Linked DNA regions of Mus musculus: region 1 is linked to region 2. A link is a contact called in public HiChIP or PLAC-seq data. All regions are on one chromosome and are shown on one strand. The core of a region is the stretch at or near the end of the contact, and the rest is flanking DNA. Distances in the headings are between cores, read along the strand shown.

What was found. HiChIP or PLAC-seq counts read pairs in DNA pulled down with a chosen protein or histone mark.
Region 1: a contact with region 2 is called in an H3K27ac HiChIP or PLAC-seq map of SST interneurons, with 32 times the contacts expected there. The contact joins two enhancer-like sites. A contact is called at or near these places in 1 of 39 promoter capture datasets (hippocampal neurons), 2 of 15 datasets of contacts at CTCF or cohesin (large pre-B cells and pro-B cells), 27 of 484 Hi-C or Micro-C datasets (the 63-12 cell line, the AtT-20 cell line, B cells and 18 more) and 3 of 115 datasets of contacts at active chromatin or transcription factors (SST interneurons, astrocytes and embryonic forebrain).

Annotation. Positions count from the first base shown.
Region 1 is chr12:43,825,169-43,829,431 of GRCm38.p6, reverse strand. The region is part of intron 1 of Gm33384 (a long non-coding RNA gene); the gene reads left to right. Among named protein-coding and RNA genes, the nearest start is that of Gm33384, 24 kb to the left of the region's middle. Within about 2 kb of position 1,486, at least 50 of the 459 cell types and tissues checked have an H3K27ac peak or open chromatin away from gene starts, as enhancers often do. A contact at or near this core is called in SST interneurons, cortical neurons and hippocampal neurons, where this site is marked.
Region 2 is chr12:40,834,912-40,838,641 of GRCm38.p6, reverse strand. It overlaps Dock4 (dedicator of cytokinesis 4), which reads right to left. Exons shown (of 53, transcript NM_172803.2): 50 at 1,940-2,012; 51 at 88-201. Among named protein-coding and RNA genes, the nearest start is that of Immp2l, 190 kb to the left of the region's middle. Within about 2 kb of position 1,576, at least 38 of the 459 cell types and tissues checked have an H3K27ac peak or open chromatin away from gene starts, as enhancers often do. A contact at or near this core is called in SST interneurons, cortical neurons and hippocampal neurons, where this site is marked.

The DNA.
Region 1 (4,263 bases), core at 237-2,736, 3.0 Mb before region 2:
GAAAAGTGCTAATGGGGTATGGTATAACAATTTCCTTCCATTGCAACATTCTCTCTTGGAGGTGTTCTCATGTAAATACATGTTTAAGGTAAAAAGAGTGTTAGGTTTAAGACTGTGAAGATGAGAACACCGAGGGTAGTAAGTAAGAGGACCTGCAGGTGGGTATGACGTAGCTCTACTGGCCAGAAGAAAAGGATGTACCTCTGGTTCAATACAGGCAGTATCTACAGACTGTGGCTGGTTCCAAGGAAGGACCCTAACACTATGCACAGTTGTCCTTTCACATATTTGTGTATCTAACAGAAATAAACAGAAATGAACTGTGGGCAAGGACATATTCTTAAAGTCCTTCTTATATTATGGACAAGAGATCATTCTGTAGAGAGTAAGGTAAACATGAGTAAGAAAAATGTGGCTCCATCTTAGAAACTGTGATAAGAATTAATTTCCTGTAGGTTTTAAGACAGGAGTCCATGGCAATATATAAGCTGGTTACATACAAGTAAGAAGAAAGAAATCATGATTTAATTAATGGGTACCAAACCCAGCCAAGGTCAGTGTCTGGCACAACAAACCAAGGTCAAAATGAAAATGAACAGTGGTGACCATAACTCAAGACCATTTCCCTGAGTGAGTGTCTCCCTGATTGGGAGACAGAAGCATAGAGCATGTGAGCCCCTTTGGCTTGATTTGTGTTCAGTTTTCTGTTACAAGGTTCATGAAAGCCCCAGGTCCAGCAGCTTGGTGGTATGCAGGGCTGTGAAAGGCAGCCTATTTTGGTTGAAAGAGGTTCGCTCCAGTGACCCAGTAGAAAACGCTACAAGGAATGGAAAAGCAAGCCATGTTCCCAGAGACAGAGCCCCCAACTCCATAATTCTGTGACTATAAGTCACACAGACAATGTCCCAAGCTTCTGGCATTATGGCTAGACTCCACCCCCACAGTTACCTGATAGCCCAGCCCTCTATAAAAGGGGCTGCTTGACCCCTCCTCACTCTCTTTAAGCTCTCACCTTTCTTACTCTCTAGCCCTTCTCTTTCCCTCCCTTCCCTCTCTCTCCACACGGCCATGGCCAGCCTTTCTTCCTCTTTCTATCTTCTCTCTTTCTCCCTGCCTTTCTATAGTAAAGCTCTAAAACCACAGACTGTCTCTGCTCATCAAGACCCACAGTGATTGAACAATGGGATAGGCTTTTCCCTAACAAGGCATGTCTAACCTCCCACTGGAAGGCCTTCCTGGGCTCCAGCCATGGACCGCACCAAGGACTCTCGACTGTGTGGGAACCACTCACTGCCCCTGCTCTCCCTGCCATCTCTGCCCTTCAGCCCTGGGGATGACCCAGCTGCCCCTCATTTGTTCTCAGCTCTTCTGTGGCAGCGTCCAGTGGTGGCTGGGATGCCCAAGACTGAGAACCTGTTGCCTAGGACTGCCCCTTGTTCACCCCCGGCTGAGAAGGGGCCCAGTGCCTTCCCACAGCCAGACACCCACCAGGAGCTGCATGGAAAGCCTGCGGCTGTCCTCCCAGATCCGCCCACCCAGAGCACCTGAACTCTGGTGGGATGAAGGGTTTTTTCCCACTCTTTCTTTCCCCCACACCCACTGCCAAACAGTGGTATTTCCTGTTTTGGACTCCTTCCACTCTGGGGAGTCTTTACTTTTCTTAATAGTTTCCTCATTCTTTTGTCTGCATCTTTTTTCCTCACTATTGTGAGCCAACAAACTGCATTGACTTGGGGCAGCTTTGGTGACTGTTGACGTTCCTGTTCCTGTACTTTAGCCCCCAGAGTTAAGCTCCCCCGAGCCAGGAGAGACTCTTGCTCTCAAAGATCTAAATCAGTGGGAGGAGGGAAATAAGGAAACACATCTTTCTCAGCAATCTCTTGACAGTTATAATCACAAGGCTCCTCAGCAAGGTTATATAAACAGTTTTGGGGGAAGAGAAGCTTCCACTGAGCTGCTGGCAAGTTATGCAGGGAGCTACAAGGGATGTAGCCTTCATGAGTCATCGCCCATGCTGGAGTGGGCATTTCAGGGCTGCAGCTGCTTTTGACTCATCTGTTCTCATTATAAATAACCTTCATCTATACACTTGTAACTAACCACAATAAATGCTGGTTCACCAAGTTAGACTTGAATAGAATCATTTCTTCCATCTGTTGTTGGTACCCTATCTGAGGTAAAGCTACATCTGTTTCTTTCCCTAGGAAAAGTCACACAGCATAGAGCTAGAGATTGGAGTCACACATGCATATGATAAAGGATGCTAAAGATTTCCAGCAAATTCTAGAAGTAGAGAGAGCCAAGAAAGAATTTTCACGTTTCAGAGAGAGCATTATCCTGTAAATACTCGATCTTGGACGTCTAGACTCTAGAACTGTGAAACAATATATATTTATTTTAAGTCACATAATTTGTGATTTACTGTTTCAATTGCTCTGGGAAACTAACACACCTAAATACTGGTATTAACAAATTTATTATGCATTTTATAATGAGCTTTTATTATGTGGCAAAGGCTAATAAGTACTGTAAGCCATTTGCATGCATTATCTCAATTTTCAAAGCAACACTATGTGATACGTATCTTTTCATAGACATGCACATATGTGTACATATGTATGTATCTACATAAATATTTATGCTTTTGTATGAGAACAGTTAAAAGACTGGCTAAAGTTATAGTCTGCTTCGGAATACTTCTGAGTTTGTATGTACACTGCAGTAAGTACTAAAATGTAAAATGAAGTCACTGCCCTCTATAAACTATTAGTCTATATAACACAAACTCTGACTCAGCAGAACATGCATCAGCCAGCCAGCCAGCTTCTATCTGTCTTTTTGCCTTGCATCCTGTTATTTTAATGTTATTTTAATACCAGACTTGGGTCTGGCACTTGATTTGATAACATTGTATGTACTAATGCTATCCTTTTTATATTGATAAAACTTATTTTTCTTGACCTACTTTTTAGGATATCTGGAAAAAATACTAAAGCATGGTAAAATGCTCAATATATGAGAGTACCTATGTATGACTATGAGCCTTTCTTTGATTTTGGTGCATATTTAAACTAGGGATGAGTTCTATGGATACAGAAAACTAGGGTTTCTAAATAAAATTAGAAAGTACCATTGTTGTCCTTCTGGCTTACATGAAACCCTCTTTGTTGGATTTCAGTTCTATATTTATGATTTCTTTCTAATGGAAGGGTCAGTTCTTCATTCTGCTATTCTCCACCTGATCCAGGCCTGGCTGATCCAAGGACATGAACACAGGTGAAGCTATGTCTGTGTTTTGATTTGATTTTGATTTGATAAGCAGGATTTTCAAGGCTGAAGTTATTCAGAAGGGACCTATTTAGATTAGGAAGAAACTGTTACTGTACATTGCTACCTGCAAATTTGATCCTGGCTTTGCCCGAGTTTATGGCTGAGGTTTGGGTCAGAAAACTCTTAAATGTGATTTATCAGTAGGCCTATAAATATCTGTAGGGTCCTCACTAATTGAATCAGTACTCTCTGCTACTGAAAAGAGTGTAAGCACCATTTCCCAAGGGTACCCATGCCATTCACAGATTAATATAACAGGTTACTTCACAATTCAAAAGTATTTTCAAAAGTCAGTAGCTAATATATTTTTGATTTAAACTACAGTGTACTTTTCTGCGTATCATATCATACAGGTTGGACTTTGTTTATTATCCTCTGTGATGTGATTTTTGTCATTGGTTTATTTTAATGAAAAGTCGACTTCTAAGCATTATAAAGTCTATTCATTATAATCAGAGCTTCATGACATGGCAAGGTCAGAGCTCCATTTGAGTCTACAAAGAACTGCAACCAAGATACCATCGGCTATGTGGTAAAATACATTTGACTTTGTAGCTTTCCTACTTTCATTAATTGTTAGGGAAGGACAGCTGCTTTCTTGGAAAGGCCAGGACAAAGCTGCTTCCTTAGGAAGTCTAAATTCATTTTAGTAGATGCACATAAATTAAATAAGTACATTTTAGAAAATTAAGCATCCCATTGGCCATGTGTTTAATCATTTCATAATTTTGCATTTGTGTAAATCTTTCTTCTGTTTCATAGTACTTTTCTCATTTCATAAGCCTTCCAGAAATTGCGTACAATAAATAGGTCAAGGAAATAATTTTTATTACAGTGTGGAGAGGAAAGAAGTCTTAGAAATCTTTTGAATGACTTTTTCTAGGAAAATAACCTGGAGGTTCAATGTCTGGATTTGCATAATGGCTTTTAGGG
Region 2 (3,730 bases), core at 327-2,826:
CTAGAGGCAAATGATGTTGCTAGCAAACTGAAATGCTCAATATACTTATTATATGAAAGTGATTATTCAAATGCTTCAAATACCCACCAGTCTGTGTGGGCCTTGGAGGGACAGGGGGAGAGATAAGTTTCCCACTGTCCGACATGTTCTTGGCTTCTTTCCCACTGTCCAGGCTCCAGCTGCTAGGGGTGGGATTCACAGCTGGAAGGGAATAACACAGCTAAACACACAAGAGCCAGCTTTGCCTTTCAAATGCTTGAGATCTTAGGAGTCTGGCAGAATTATCCAGAACGTAGTCAAAAAGACCACAAAACCTTAAGCAGTAACCAAGCAGGACACTTCCCCAATATTAAACCTCTCTCTAATTGGTTACCTAACAGAGCTGACATTTAATTGAGTAACAGCAGGTCTCTTTATTTCCCTCAAGCTGTCAAACAGAACTGCAAATCTCTATGCCAGGGAGTAGCAACCTGCTGAGAATTCCAAATGTGTTTAGATGCTGAGAAATAGATGGAAAATATAGTCATCAGCCTATTTGTAGAAATGTCTGAACAAATGGCCATCTAAAGGAGGTGATGAGGCAAAGGGCACTCTCTTATTTCAACTGTGTGGCAGAAGTACCAAGGACAGGGTTGAGGGTGCCACACTGACCAGTCCTGTCAGGAAAGGATGAGTTCCAAATGGACAGATTACACTAAGTAAGTCCTGAGAAAACCACTTGGACTGCTGATAACGTCATTGTTACTTTGCAATCCATCTGCTCCAGGCATCACGGTGTAGGAATATAGACAGCTCTGCTAGGAAGCAGGGCAGGACACACAAGGTTATGAAACACTCCACAATGAAGTTTCTAATAGTAAAACCAGCGTTCCCGCTTGCTTCCCGTGCAGATACTGCCATCTGACGGACGCAGTGAGAATTGCCACGTTTTATTCCTCCAAGTTACTGCTTTGATTTAATGGGGTGGAAATATTTTAAACATTATTTTTTTTTCTCTATTTCTTTTATATTTGCTGGGTAGTTTTCTTTAGTAAAGTTGGTAAAAATAACAGCACATCCCTAGTTTCTCCTGGTGAAGATCAATGCTTGACTTACAACATTAAAGCTAATTCCATGCTTTAAAATAATTTTGGCTAGGCCCTCACTAATTTTCATCTCCCTTTGGGAAGTTTTAATGTTAATCTATCAGTGTACCAAAATGGTAATACAGCCTAGTTCTTAATGGGGGCAATTAAAGTGCACTTTACTGGGACATTTCATTAGTGAGTCTTGATTCATTAGCCTGCGAGACTGCTATTTTTGAGGCCTGACCCTGAGAGGCAAACGGGTGACTTTGCAAGTCCCTGCACCCACAGTGGAGGAAGCGACATTTAATCTGCTCTTCCTGGTCTGTGTGTTGCTAATTGGCTTCTTAGCTCTATGCATGCATTTGGTGTGTGCATCTTATTTGTGTGTGCTTGACCTTGAGGCGGGCCCCACTCCATTATGCGTCTGATCGCAATGCTTGCATGGCATTTAATGGTACAAGAGCCTGTGTGAGTGACCACCAACAACAGTTGAGCTGGCTGAATATGAGCTTTGTGAAGGAGACAATGGATGGGGTCTGTGGAATCAATCTGAGGAGTAGCTACTTTCATTGTGTGAACTAGTGGCTTAATTGGCAACTTTGCTTCAGGGAGAGCAGGCTTGGCCTGGGCTCGCTGAACAACAGAAAGCCATTACACAAAGGAGCTTCTAATTTGCTCAGAGCTTAGGAGTTTATGGAGAATGGATCATGATAAACTGCCTTTCACTAATTGCCTAAAGATCACACTCACCCTGATCATTAACAGTCTAGAGCTCTACCTGCCACACGGCACACAGAAGACTGGGGGAAATGAGGACACAACAAACCCTGACACATTCTAGGACCTACAAGGGGTGGATGACTGGTACCCACCTTTCTCAGGTGCAGAAAGGTTGGGGTCACTTCGAGGCAAGGCCCCATCTCCAATATGATTAAACAGCATCCTCTGGAAAGGGAGAAGAGTCCATTTTTATGATATAATATGCTGAGGTAGGATGCCTTTTAGAAAATGAGATGGTTATCTCCTTATGAAACTCTTTGCTCAAAACATTTTCTATATGGTATAATGAGCCTAGGAACAAATAATTAAACTCTATTTAAGGAGAAAAGGGGAAACAGAGTCTTAGGTTTTCTGAAAGAAACATAATAAGAAATGGTGTTTTACATTAAATATAAATGGTAAATAATTACTCATAATAAACATAGGGAAAATTAATAGTAAGAATTCGCTAGGTATGATGTTCTTTACAAGTGTATACTGCTAGACTGGCAGTATGACATGAATAAGAATGAAAGGAGAAATATTAATTTAAAAACCTACTATATAGACAAACTTATAGTTCAAATACTATAATAGACAAAAATGAGCTAATGAATATTCTATAATTTTAACCTACAAAATTACCAATATTACATAGCTCTACCTAACTCATGAAAAGAAAAAGTGGAAACCTACAGCATTATACATTATTATAATTTTGGTAACATATATACTGATTCAAATTTTACCCAAGACAGATAACTCAGGACTAATCAAGGAAGCCTTTCAGAGTTTCCCATGCTGGCACATGATCTCTTAGAGCAGATGAAACAAACTGAAATCCCCTTGCAATGCCAGTGACAACGGGAAATAAAATTGGTTAGCTGGTTCAGGCAAACGCACTCAGAAATCATTTCTGCAAGACATCAGTGCTGCGCAGAGGAGGTATCCTGGGCCTTTCGGGAAGATCACACAATCAGCAAAGATAAACCAATCAAGCCAAATCCCACTCGCTCTCATCCAATTCCAGATGCAGCTACAGACTTCTGCCAGGATGGTGTAGAAAAACAGAGAAATTAGCTGGAGCAGAAACAAGGAGTTTTCTCTGCTCTTAAAATTAGTCCCAAATAAACTGTGAAAAAAACTCAGGGATACAACACGAATCTTCAACTTCGTACCCACCCTCCAATGCACATACGTTGCCCCTGGACTGGGCCTGTGGCCCATGCTCACTCAGGTTTTTGAAAGCGAGGTTTGAGTGACCGGCGGAACCACATTCCCTAGCTCGTATGACATCTCCAGGACACAGCCCCTTTCCTGGTAATCCATGGAAGATCAATGGCAAAGGCAAACAGATTGCACCTACATTCTTGGGGAAAGGAGTCAGCTGCAGCTCTTCCCAATAGCTATGGACAAACAGGAAGGTCTGGGCAGAAGCAGGAGTCTTCCCCTAAATTCAGTTGTTCTTCCCTCCCCAGACTTCTACTCATACACATGCAAACACACACACAGATGGTTTATTCACTGGCTTTTCCTTGGAATGTTGTTGTAGCAGCCATGAACCAGGTTGAGATCAAGGGCCAGGCAGTCCCTCTCAGTTTCACTGTCAGGGCTGTGACCCAGATATCCCTCTAGAACAGTGGTTCTTTAATCTATGGATCCTGGCCCTATTGTGGGTCACATCAGATATCCTACTCAACCTGTGGGTACCATCAGATATCATGCATATCAGATATTTACATTATGATTCATAAAATTTACAAAATGACAGTTATGAAGGATTTATAACAGTAGCAAAATTACAGTTAGGAAATAGCAACACAGTAATTTTATGGTCGGGGGTCACCACAGCATGAGGGACTATACTCAAGGGTCACAGGATTAAGAAGAACCACCGCTCTAGA